4 separate regions of the Mus musculus genome follow, and regions 2, 3 and 4 are each linked to region 1. Evidence: chromatin contacts called from public Hi-C and Micro-C data. All regions are on one chromosome and are shown on one strand. Each heading gives the region's core, a stretch centred on a gene start, on an enhancer-like site or on the middle of the called end of the contact. The rest is flanking DNA. Distances are from core to core; before and after follow the strand shown.

Evidence for each region. A called contact is a pair of places that touch in the nucleus more often than the background predicts.
Region 2: a Micro-C map of embryonic fibroblasts shows a contact between it and region 1, with 2.1 times the contacts expected there. The contact joins two enhancer-like sites. A contact is called at or near these places in 3 of 484 Hi-C or Micro-C datasets (the AML12 cell line and embryonic fibroblasts).
Region 3: a Hi-C map of the C2C12 cell line shows a contact between it and region 1, with 2.2 times the contacts expected there. The contact joins two enhancer-like sites. A contact is called at or near these places in 5 of 484 Hi-C or Micro-C datasets (the C2C12 cell line, adipose-derived mesenchymal stem cells, embryonic fibroblasts and 2 more) and 1 of 115 datasets of contacts at active chromatin or transcription factors (double positive thymocytes).
Region 4: a contact with region 1 is called in a Hi-C map of the C2C12 cell line, with 2.2 times the contacts expected there. The contact joins the promoter of Adra1b here to the enhancer-like site in region 1. A contact is called at or near these places in 4 of 484 Hi-C or Micro-C datasets (the C2C12 cell line, cerebral cortex and embryonic fibroblasts), 4 of 115 datasets of contacts at active chromatin or transcription factors (VIP interneurons, kidney, neural progenitor cells and 1 more) and 1 of 9 other capture datasets (liver).

The regions. Positions count from the first base shown.
Region 1 is chr11:44,064,642-44,067,586 of GRCm38.p6, forward strand. All of the region lies in intron 5 of Gm12153 (a long non-coding RNA gene), which reads left to right. Among named protein-coding and RNA genes, the nearest start is that of Gm12153, 110 kb to the left of the region's middle. Within about 2 kb of position 1,685, at least 13 of the 459 cell types and tissues checked have an H3K27ac peak or open chromatin away from gene starts, as enhancers often do. A contact at or near this core is called in the C2C12 cell line and embryonic fibroblasts, where this site is marked.
Region 2 is chr11:44,215,316-44,218,337 of GRCm38.p6, forward strand. No RefSeq gene overlaps it. Among named protein-coding and RNA genes, the nearest start is that of Il12b, 180 kb to the right of the region's middle. Within about 2 kb of position 1,251, at least 19 of the 459 cell types and tissues checked have an H3K27ac peak or open chromatin away from gene starts, as enhancers often do. A contact at or near this core is called in embryonic fibroblasts, where this site is marked.
Region 3 is chr11:43,925,986-43,928,700 of GRCm38.p6, forward strand. No RefSeq gene overlaps it. Among named protein-coding and RNA genes, the nearest start is that of Gm12153, 32 kb to the right of the region's middle. Within about 2 kb of position 1,321, at least 57 of the 459 cell types and tissues checked have an H3K27ac peak or open chromatin away from gene starts, as enhancers often do. A contact at or near this core is called in the C2C12 cell line and embryonic fibroblasts, where this site is marked.
Region 4 is chr11:43,835,036-43,838,006 of GRCm38.p6, forward strand. Adra1b (adrenergic receptor, alpha 1b) reads right to left here and starts at 1,454. Exons shown (of 2, transcript NM_007416.4): 1 at 105-1,454. The coding sequence starts at 1,053.

The DNA of each region.
Region 1 (2,945 bases), core at 435-2,934:
AGTTCTCAGCTGATTGCTTCATTCTTTCCTCTTCATTGTCAGCCCAGAGGACAATGCCATCCACAGCCAGAGAGTGTCTTTATTCCTCACTTTTACTTCTAGAAAAACAAAATCACAGACATGCCCCGAGGTGTGTCTCCTAAGTGATTCCAAATCCAGTCAAGATTGTAAAGAAGATTAATCCTAATATCAGAATCTGACATCATCTTATAAATTATTTATTCGTTTTTAAAAAATCTAATGTTAATTTAATGCCTTGGAGTTCACAAAGTGTTCTCCTATCCATTATCCTTTTCAATTTGTTTTACTGTTCAGGGCTGAGGTGAGGTGGGTGTCATTAACCCTGTCTGATGGGAAGATCTTCAGTAATAAGTCAGTTTTGAGTTTCAGATTGGAGCTGCAACTCTAACCAAGTCTCTCTATTCTCTCCATAACACCATAGCAGTCCCTAGAACATCCAGCATGGGGCCAGACCCCATAGTTATCTGCAAATACATAAGGAAGAAGATCAAACTTCTGTACTAGAGTTGTAAGTGTAAAGACAAAGCTACTAGAAGTTTTGTTCACCTAATTCTGGTTATGCTTCCCAAAATGTTGGTAGTAGATTAATTGTGAGTAGGGTAATTGTCACAGTTAACTTCAGTTGTCAACTTTACAAAAGCCCAGAGTCATCTGGGAAGAGGGAACCTTAGTTGAGGAATTATATCCATCAGAGTGACATGTTGTAATGTCTGTGGGATCATTTTTGGATTGCTAATTGGTGTCAGCCCAGTCCACTGTGGGTGACACCATCCCTAGGCAGGTAGGCATAGGCCGTACAAGCAAGTTAGCTAAATGATGAGTCTGGGAGCAAGCCAACAAGCAGTATTCCTCCATAGGTTTTTGCTTCAAGCTTCTGCCTTGAGCTCCTACCCTGGTTTCCTTTGAAAATGGACCTGTAAGCTAAAATAAACATTTTCCTCCTCCAGTTGCTTTTGGTCAGTGATTTATTACAGTCACAGAGAATAAACTAGGACAGAGATGGAAGTAAGGAAGAGAAAACTAGAAGCTATTTGAAATATGTTTCAGAAATTCTGACTTAAACATATTGAATGTCTTTCCTGTGAGTATTTGTGTACATCTGAAGGGCTTATTTGAAGGACATCCTGTGTAAGTGTTAGAGTGCACTTCCCTTCTCTAACTTAGAACTTTACCGATATTAGAACGGTTTAAGACCAGATCATCTTGTTGGCGTAAAGTTCCATGGCACCCACTGTAGGCACTACTCTGATTCTTGCCTTTGGTATCTTCCTTTTGTGATACCCAGGGCTGTTCTTACAGCAGACACTCTCTGGGCTCTTTGATGACTCATTAGTAAGTCAGTTATAATTCTAAGAATCTTAACTTAAGGGGATGATAATCCAATAGATTCTTGAAGGTTCTTCGTAATCCTCCCCAAACAAAACAAAACAAAACAAAACAAAACAGAACTTCACTTTAGTTTACTTGATGACGCTATGAAAATTCATTAGGTTAAGTAAGTTATTAAGCAATTAGGATTTGATAAGAGTAAGGGACCTGGCCAGTTTGACTTCAGCCCAGAGGATTGCTGGAAATGCCACTCAGTGGCCACACAGACATCCCTGTCTGCATTTTTCTACTGAGGTCACCGCTTCCTGAGAGGCAGACTCTGATTTCCTTGGCTTGGGTCAGATGTCTCTGCTCCAGAAGCAGTTAGTACAGAGACAGGACAGAGGGTGCCATGGAGACAACCCCTGTGATCTGGGCAGCTATCCCAATTGGTGTCTCCTGCCTCTGGCCTGAACTAAAGTCACATCTTTGGGGAGAAAGGAGAGAGGTTAGTTTGAAGATGGTACATACCATGGAAATCACCCTCCAATAACTGTTAGGTTTCCTGCAGGGTTTGACGATGGTGATGTTCTTTCTGTGATCACCAAAAGTTGAATTTTGAACACTTATATTGGTGCTCGACCTGGACAATTATGTTTTCAATTAGAGATTTTTCTGAGACAGACACACAAGCAGTTGCCTGTGGGCTAGTGGGGTATTGAGTGGACTCCTCTGTGGTTTCCTACTTCTCTCTAGCTCGGCCCTATTTTTGCTAAAGGCACAGTGTATTATGTATATGATACAACTCTACTGTGTGCAGAGATGGATTAAGGTGACAGATGAAGAAAATACCAAAGCTTTCCTTGTAAGTTACTCACGAATGAATGACATCATCAGGATGGCATCACGGAAGGAAAGGGGCATTCGGGAGCTATGTTTTTATGCATTGATTCAAAGACAATCTAAACGTTTATGTTTTAGAACATGAGTCAAAAGACTGAGATATTTTTCTTCTGAGTTTTGAAATTTCAGATTCAGAAACAAATGAGGCAGTTAAAAAAAAATGAGCCCCAAAGGACACCACCACCTACTACTACACGGCACTGTGGGCCTTTATTTGAATATATTCTGCTTTTATTGCTTTGTTCTCGTTCCTTACTGTGAGTTACAAAATAGTGTGGGAAAATGGTTAACGCAGAATAAAAGTTAAAATTAAAGCAACTTTTTCCACTATGGTGCTGTCTCCTTCCCACCCACTGTCCCAGGAGGCCTGCTCAGCTGGGCTTTAGTAGCACAAAGGCTACCCAGTTCTGGACCTGTATTCATCTTTCTATCTAAATGGATTGATCCCCTAGCTTCTGGACAGCACCATATGGTGACATCACGAACCGGAACTGGTATGTGATGGAAATACCTCCCCTAAGAGTGTTGAAAATCTGGGGAACTTATGAAGGATTCACTTTAGCTCAAAGAAGTTTATGTCTGGAAAAGATAATATTTTGGATCTAAATAATCTTCAAGGATGATAGCCACTTTTGACAGACTATAACATTAGACATGTCTCATGACAGCTTCCTTGATTCTCTCTGCTCACCTCAGGGATGACACCTAAATCT
Region 2 (3,022 bases), core at 1-2,500, 150 kb after region 1:
AGCCATCCTTCGAAGGGCTCTTGCCTGACTCTCCAAAAGAATAGCGCATGTCTTCTTTTTCCTTTTTAGCCTCATCACAGTTGCCTGAGGTTGTATTCATTCTCATTGCAGTCTTCCCTCTTACCTAAGGTTTTGCTCTGCAGCTTCAGTAGTTCACAGGTAACCACTGTCTAAAACTGTTAATTAGACAGTTCCTGAATGTGCATGCTACCCGAACATGATAAAATCTTTTTGCCACTCTGTGTAACTGTACCATATAAGCTACTGATTCTCAGTGTAGATTATCATCAGCTCAAGAGTTGATCTGCCCTAGTGCTTGTGTTCAAGAAGCCCTTACATTACATAGTAATGACCCTGAGACACAAGACTAATGCTACTCGCATCCCAGCATGCCAAGGAGAAGCCTTAAAGGTAGGCACAATAAAATATTTTGTGAGAGAGCATATGAGAATAATTATAATCATTGTTGGTTGATCACTTTTTGTGCCTAACTTACACATTAAACTTTATCAGAAGTGTGTACATTGTGACAGCATGGTTTTATTGTCAACTTGATTGGCTATAGAACCACCTAGGAGGTACACCTCTCCGAGTATCTGTGGGAATTCTGTGGTATCATTCTATGGACTGGGATGCCAGTGAGAACAAAAAAGGAAAAAAGAGAAAGCTAAGTGGTTGCTATCATTCATCTCTCTCTACTTCCTGACTGAGGATCCGATGTGACTAGTGACCTTATGCCCCAACCGCTGTGCTTACCCATGATGCTCTGCATCACCATAATAAACCCATTGTGTGTTAAATTGCTTTTGTCAGGGTTTTGTTCTAGAAATAAGAAAAGTAACTAATACAGGTGTTTAGGGAAAAGTATATTATGTGTAGACTTTAGCACTATTTTCAGACATCATATCCTGAAATGCATCCCCATGAACACAGAAGGCTGGCTGTACCTACTGACAGCAAGCTTGCAATATAAAGTGCTCTATTCTTGCGTGCCTGCACCTAGCCCAAAGCCTGGCATGATGGATGCTCAATAAAGATTTCTTGAATTGCATTTTCCAAACTCAATAAATGAAAACTTCAGAATCTAAATCCAGGTCAGGTTATAGCCAGAGGCCCCACATGGAAAGGGAAATGGCTCATCATGGAACTGTTTTTTTCTCTCAAGGGAGCCTTGGTCACTTTCAAATGCTGGGCCTCTGACTCAGCACTCCATCCCAGATACACATTCCCACTGGCCTCCTAGCACATATGACTAGTGCTGGGCTTTGATTGTCATGCTCACATATTTGGTGATTCGTGTTGGTGTCTGACACACAGGGGAAATAGGAGCCTTCCAGCATTCCTTTGTCTGGAAAGCAACGGGAGCACCTCACATAACTCTCATTACCTGTGTTGTTTGGGGAGTAATGGTCTTATTGAACACCTTACGCCATCGCTTCCTGAATCAAATGTTTTCAAAGTTGATGCCTATGGGATGTGGAGAATTCAGATCAAGTTAGGGAAGAGTACAGGGTGATCAAGTTCCTGGTGTAAAAAGATACGTATCTCTGGGCATCCTGCCTACCTGAGGGTTCAAGTCAATAGACATTTTATCATAAAAGTATTTACTCAGAATGTGTTTTAAAAAGTTAAATCGTTTTGTCTCCCTGCACCTGGTCCTGGAGATGATGACTCTGAGACTAATTATTTATTGATAGATGTCTAGGCCACAAGCGTTGGCTCAGTCCCTGACTAGCTCATAACATATTTAACCACTTAAACTATTCTATGACTTCCACATGGTTAGTTACCTCGCCTTCAGGCCAGGCCCACTTCTTGCTTTTGGTGTCCTCAGCATCTCCTCCAGTGTCTTCCCAACGTCTCTCTCTGCATCTCCTTTTATTCTCTCACTACTTCCCAGAATCCTCTCTCTTCCGGCCAGTGATCCACTTCCTATTTCCTGCCTTAGCTCATTGGCAATAGGGTTTTTATTTTATTGGCATGTGTTGCTTTTAAGAGATTCTCTCTACAAGAATGTCTGTGTAGTCAGGATAGCCGACGTTTTGCTAGTGGCCATCACAAGCAGCTTTTTACACAGATTATTGGCCTTAATTCAACTAGTAAACCTATGAATAGGAAATATCTTCATCTGCCTTAGAGATGAAGAAACTAGGGAGGCACTGGAAGTAAGGACTTCCCTAAGGTTTTATAACTCGTGAATTGTGTTCCAAAGCTTTGTTTCTCTCAGTGATACAGCCATTTGGCTCCACCTCAGACATCCTGAGCCTAAATCGGTGATGGTACAACATACTCAGTAGACTGAAGAGCCCATTCAAATTTCAGAGCCCGAGCTTATCTGATGGATTGCTGTTGGAGAACCCTGTTATTAAGGCATCAGGCCACCATGACAGGATGGCTTTCTGAGTTTGGTGTAAAATTGGGGACTCCATTTCTCAATGGGGCTTCCCTGTCTCTGTGTGCCCTTGTCTGGAGAGTGTCCCTGAACACAGGTGACTGGCCTTTTCAGGCATTGCCTGATAAGTGATCTTGTTCAGAGCTCTCTACAAGGCCGTATAACTCAGCACACACATTCCACTCTGGAATCCTGCCCACATGATAATTAGGTGTTGAATTATAACCAATCAGGCCTTCCCACATGCTTGATGCTATGACAAATTAGCACTTTCCACACATATGCCTTGAAAGCCCTTATATACCCTATCCCTGAAACACTAAAGTAGACTCATCTTACTGTAGTGGTCTCTGGAAGTCATTCCACCATACTCACAGCCTTCTGGACCCACATCTTTGTCCCTTTTGTCCTCTTGGGCTGGTGGCCAATAGCCTCCAAGGAGAAAGGGTACAACATGGACTCTTGACAACCCTTTTTATTTTTTTCTTTTTCTCTTACTTAGAGGGTTCTAAAACTGAGTTCTCATAGTAACAGGTTAGGTGCTCTCTACTTAGATAATTATTTATAGTGTGCTTTCAGGGCTTTGATTTAGTGGGTCCAGTCAAAGGCTCTGGAATCTATATTTTTAAC
Region 3 (2,715 bases), core at 71-2,570, 140 kb before region 1:
TTGAATATCACTTTTTGCCCCTAGCTATTTTTTCTTAAACTAAATATTAGAAAAAAAGGAAACAGAATGTCCTTTCTTTCTTTCTTTCTTTCTTTCTTTCTTTCTTTCTTTCTTTCTTTCTTTCTTTCTTTCTTTCTTTTTATTTTGTCAGTGCTAGGCTCCCTCCATTAGGAGCACAAAAGGAACCAGAGATTAGCTGCAATCAGCGGAGTCCCACAATGCCACAGTAATGACTTGGGGTATCTTTTAATAGCATTAACGAATGCTGGCGGGCCAGCATGGCAGTTGCTCACAGGCATCTCTCTTTCATCCCTGGCTCCTTGGGGAATGCAGGGCAGTGGCAGGAGATGGCAGGTAGGAGGGGAATGAGTAGGTCTAAGCCTCAGGACAACCACTAGCTTGAAGATGGGGCTGCGAGTCTGACTCATAGCCAGCCTGGGGCCAGAGCCATGAAAGTTGATGCAACATTTGTTTGTGCAAAATGCTTCCCTGATGTGCGATTATGCCCCCCATTCCTGTAACTCGGTTTCCATTTTTCTATGGGAGCAGTGTATATGCATGCTGGCAGGTGCAATAGCCTGAAAACCTCTTGCTAGAAGTGGAGTCATTCACACCACCGAGCCCAGTGGCTGAATCACTGCACAGGCTGGGAGCCTGATTTTTACCTCAATAATCACATCTATAGTGATTCTGTGCTAGGGGCAAGACGAACCAGCAGAGAACATGCTCAACCTCCATTTTCACAGTAATTCTTCCCAGGGCTGGGGATGTAGCTATGGTGAGTGGAGTGCTTGGCTAATATGCACAAAGTCCTAGGTTCAATCCCCAGTGCGGAATATACCAGGCAAGGTGGTACCTTCCAGTATATGTCAGAACTTGGAGGTAGAGGCAGGGGGAGTGGAAGTTCAAGGTTATCTTTGGCTGCGTAGTGAGTTTGAGGCCAGCATGGGCTGCATGAAACTGTATATAAGAGAAAAAAGAAAACCTTCCCACTATAGACTCTATACTGATTATGCCCAGAAGATAGATTGGAGAAGCGGAGTCTTTCAAAGCTAAGCAACTTATAGACAGTGAAGCTGAGATCAGAATCCAGGCTTTTAAACCCTGTGAAATGTGAAAGAAAGACATTGGATGTAGCTGTTCAGAGTGCGGAAAGGAGAGAAATATTGTGTGCGGCAGGAGCCAGTGAGGCTGGAGACTGGCTCCTAAAGCCACTGCCATTAAATGACTCAGCTCTCAGCAAGCTTCAGAGTGTGCTGTGTCAGGGGGTGTCCCTCTGCTGTGGGATTAGAGGGGCAGCTGGTCCAGGAATGCACCATGTATCACTGTCATCTGCCCTGGGTTCAGCTCTGACACTGGAGGCTTGTGGATAGCACGGTGTGTAACACTGGGCAAGTGATGCAATCTCTTTGGACCGTAGCTTTTTTTTTTTTTTTTTTTTTTTGGTAATCTGTGAAACCAAGACAAAAATACATCCATCATTTAGGAACATTTCGGGAAATATAAGTATGATAGGATTTAGACAACACCCGACACCCACAAGGCTTATCATTAGGCCCACAGCTGTGTATCCTGAACCCACTTGCAGGGCCCACCTCTCCCTGTGAGCTTCTCTCTACCAGCCTGCTCTGGGTTATGTAACCACTTGGCTTTTGTGGCCTTCGGAGAGCCTGGCCACACAGAGGGTGTTCTGTGACCCAGTAGCACTCTCCTTTGGGCACACTCCAGTCCTCCTGAGCCAGACTGCATTTAACGATGTCCCCAAGAGGTATGGGGGCACAGTCAGGTTTAGAGTCAGGTTAGAACTTTGGAAGGCCACCTGAAGAATAGATATGACCTAGGTTTCCTCCTCTTTATTGGGGATTCAGTCCAATGCTTAGTTCAAATCACAAGAGTACAAGAAATAATCTGTGGGCCTCTGTGTGACACTATTTCTGTCACATTTCCTTTGCTCTTGTTGCATGTCACATCTGAGGCATGCCCAGCTCCAACATTTGGTCCATTCTGTGGTTGTGAAGACTGAGGCAGAGCTGGGAGTGAGTTTAAGTGTACAGGTACTGGATGCCAGGCAGAGTCAAGTTCCAATTCTGGGCTTGCCTCTCGGTCCACCTTGCTTCACAGCCAGACAGTAAAAAGCTGTAGATTCTTTTTCTTCTTGGGTACCTGGTAATGGTTTGCCCCTGTGTCCCACGACTTCATTCCCTAAAAGTGGTGTGGATACAGGTTTTTGTTCAGCTCATGTGAGCATGGTGCCACACATTAGGCTTCTGTTCCCTTATCATTTCCATTCCCTGCTCCTCCTGAGACCTACACTGCTAGCATCTTAGTTGTATTACAGATGGCAAAATTTTTGCTTCAAGTGAGGAAGGTGCTTAAAGGTAGGGGAGCAGGGCAGGGGGAAGGTATAGAGAACTTTTGGGATAGCACTTGAAATGTATATAAAGAAAATATCTAATAAAAAATAATCAAAAAAGAAAGAAAGGAAGGAAGGAAGGAAGGAAGGAAGGAAGGAAGGAAGGAAGGAAGGAAGGAAAGGAAGAAAGAAAGAAAGAAAGAAAGGAAGAAAGAAAGAAAGAAAGAAAGAAAGAAAGAAAGAAAGAAAGAAAAGGAAGTGGGACTGGAATGGGAGGCACCCATCTCTCCTTCCTGGCAGCACCGATTGTTCTACCCACAGTGCTCTCTGAGTTTGCACAGCAAACTTCTTGACATCTTCCA
Region 4 (2,971 bases), core at 204-2,703, 230 kb before region 1:
ACACTGATGGCATAAAAATAACCAAACCCACACAAAAACTTTGGTGTGAGATCATCAGGAAAACCAATGTAGGTCTACCTCCCCTCTGCCAGCCCCCAACTTACCAAGTGGGAGAGCGATGAAGAAGGGGAGCCAACATAAGATGAACATTCCGACTACAATGCCCAAGGTTTTGGCTGCTTTCTTTTCCCTGGAGAACTTAAAAAGTTTGACAGCTATGGAACTCCTGGGGTTGTGGCCCTTGGCCTTGGTACTGCTGAGGGTGTCCTCATGAAAGTTCTTAGAGTGGATTCTCAGGGTCAGCTCTTTGGAGTTGGACATTTCCTTCATGACTCCCGCCTCCAGATTCTTGGTGGTCCTCTTGGCCACGATGTAGACTCGGCAGTACATGACCAGGATGACCGCCAGTGGGATGTAGAAGGAGCCCAGGGAGGAAAAGAGGGCGTAGAAGGGTTCTTCTGTGACCCCACATTCTTTGTCGTCATTGGGCGCAGGTTCTTTCCATCCAAGGAGAGGCCCGATGGAGATGACCGTGGACAAGACCCACACACTGAGGAGCGCCAAGATGGCCTTCCTGCGGGTGACCAGCGTGGGGTACTGCAGAGAGTATCGCACCCCAATGTAGCGGTCAATGGAGATGGCACATAGGCTCAGGATGGAGGCCGTGCAACACAGGACATCAACCGCTGCCCAGATGTCACAGAAGATGCGCCCCAGCACCCAGTAGCCGAGCACTTCCAGGGTAGCGGAGAAGGGCAGGACTGTGAAGCTCAACAGCAGGTCAGCAATGGCCAGGTTGACAATGAAGTAGTTGGTGGGCGTCCGCAGGTGCCGGTTGCAGGCCACCGACAGGATGACCAAGATGTTGCCCACGATGGCAAAGAGGATGAAGGCGCCCAGCACCAGGCCCACAGAGATGGCCCTGGTGACGTCCAGCTGGGGCAGTGTGGAGTTGCTCGAGGTCTGGTTGGGGCCAGTGAAGTTGGCATCTTTCAACTCTCCCCAGTGGGCAGGTGCTGATGTGTTGTGGCCGGTGTCCAGATCGGGATTCATTTTAAAGTCCGCCCTCCATAGCCAGGGAGGAGATTGGGCTCGGAAGGGCTGCGACCAAAGCTCCTCAGCTGCCCTGAAACTTTGCTCCCTCCGTGGTCTTCTTTCCAGAGGCGTCCTCCTGGCGAGAAGTCATCTCCCCCGGGCAGCCTAGCCCGGCAGCACGTCGCCTGCCTGCACCCAGCGGCTCGCTCGCCTGTCAGAGGGAGGAGGAGGAGAGAGGGGACGAGGCGGCAGCTCCAAGTTTAATGGTCCACGTCAGGCGCGCCTGGCCGGGCTGGCGCGGGAGCGCGGGGAGGAGCGGGCGCCGGGCCGGGGGTGCCCGGCTGTGCCCGGCCCGCGGCGGGTCTACGGACCGCGGTGCCTTCTCCGCCCAGCGATCGCGAGGAGGGTCTGCTTTCAATGAGCCGCCTCTGGGCTGACTGCACGGCGGTGACATCAGGCGGGGAAGCCCGGGCGCCCTGACTCTGTGCGGCACTAGGGGGCAATGCGGGTCCAGCCAAGGAGCGCAGCCCCGACGCCAGCGCCAGCCTAGTCGGCTTGGAGACCTGCCGCGCCCGGCACCGCTCCCTCTGCGGGGATGGGGCGGGGAGCAGAGCAGGGGATCCGGGTGTGGGCATCCCGGTTCATACACCCCAGGGGGCCCGCTGGGATTATTTTTTCCCCCTGTTCACGCTTCAGTTAAAAGGTAGGGTGGGGATGCTTACCTCTAATGGGGGCTCCTGGAGTCAAGCCATGGGTTCAGAGAGATGTGCAACTTCTACACAACTGGCTTCTACAAAAGGAAGAAAATCCCTGCGTTAGGCAGGTGACAGAGACTTGAGTCACATCTGAGACCAGGCGTATACTTTAGTTCCCCCTTGCAACCTCTTTGGCCTTGATAAAACCTAGAAACTTCTGTTGCTCATTCATTCGTTCAGTTATTCCCTGCACACATTCCTTCAGTGGATTGTTAATGTCCACCTCCAGGCAGTGGCTCCATTCTAGGCACTGTTCTCCAACAGTTAGAAGGGTACCCAGATTCCTGACCGGCAAGTGGAAGCTTATCAAACAAGCAAAATCTGAAGCGAGACATCTAATGACAGGAGTTTAGGAGAAGATTAATTGAGGACAGAGAAATGCAACCAGGGTATGGAAGAATATGAATTGGATTTTTTTTTTTAATGACAGAGTATGATGTAGCTCAGGTTGCCCTCCAGCTCACTGTATAACACAAGAATACCTTTGAACTCTTGATTTTCCTATGGCCACCTCCTGAGTGCTGGAATTACAAGCATGTACCGCCGTGGTTGGTTTATTTGATACTGGGGATGGAATTCAGGGCTTCGTGCATTCTAGGCAAGCACATACTCTACCAAGTGAGCAGCATCTCTAGGCTGAACTTGACATTTTAAGAAGGGGCTTGGGGTTGTCACTAAAGAGATAGTTGAGGGAGGGAGGGAAGGAGGGAGGAGGGAGGGAGGGAAGGAGGGAAGGAGGGAAGGAGGGAAGGAGGGAGGAAGGGAGGGAAGGGTGAGAGGGAGCTAGTTGTATCTCTGGGAGTAGAGAGTGAGGACTGATTGCCAAATCCTGGGGAAGGGACTTGGGGGGGGGGGTCTTGCCTGTTGGCTCTTTTCTTGTATTGCCTTGTATACATGTAGGCTATTAGGCTACAAACCCTATTTCCAGAGGTGGGTAATTACAAAAAGGAAGAAGAAAAAAGTCAAACCAGGGAAGAATTTTCTTGTTTGTTTGTTTGTTTGTTTGTTTTTAGAAAGAAGGTCTTCAAAAAAAAAAAAAAAAAAAAAAAAAAGAAAGAAGGTCTTCAGGTTGGTTTTGAACTCAAGATTCTCTGTCTCCCAATACTTAGATGCTAGACCATGTGCTACGTTCATGCTGCCTTTTCTCCCGACTTGATGAGAGAACTAGTCTCATTTTGATT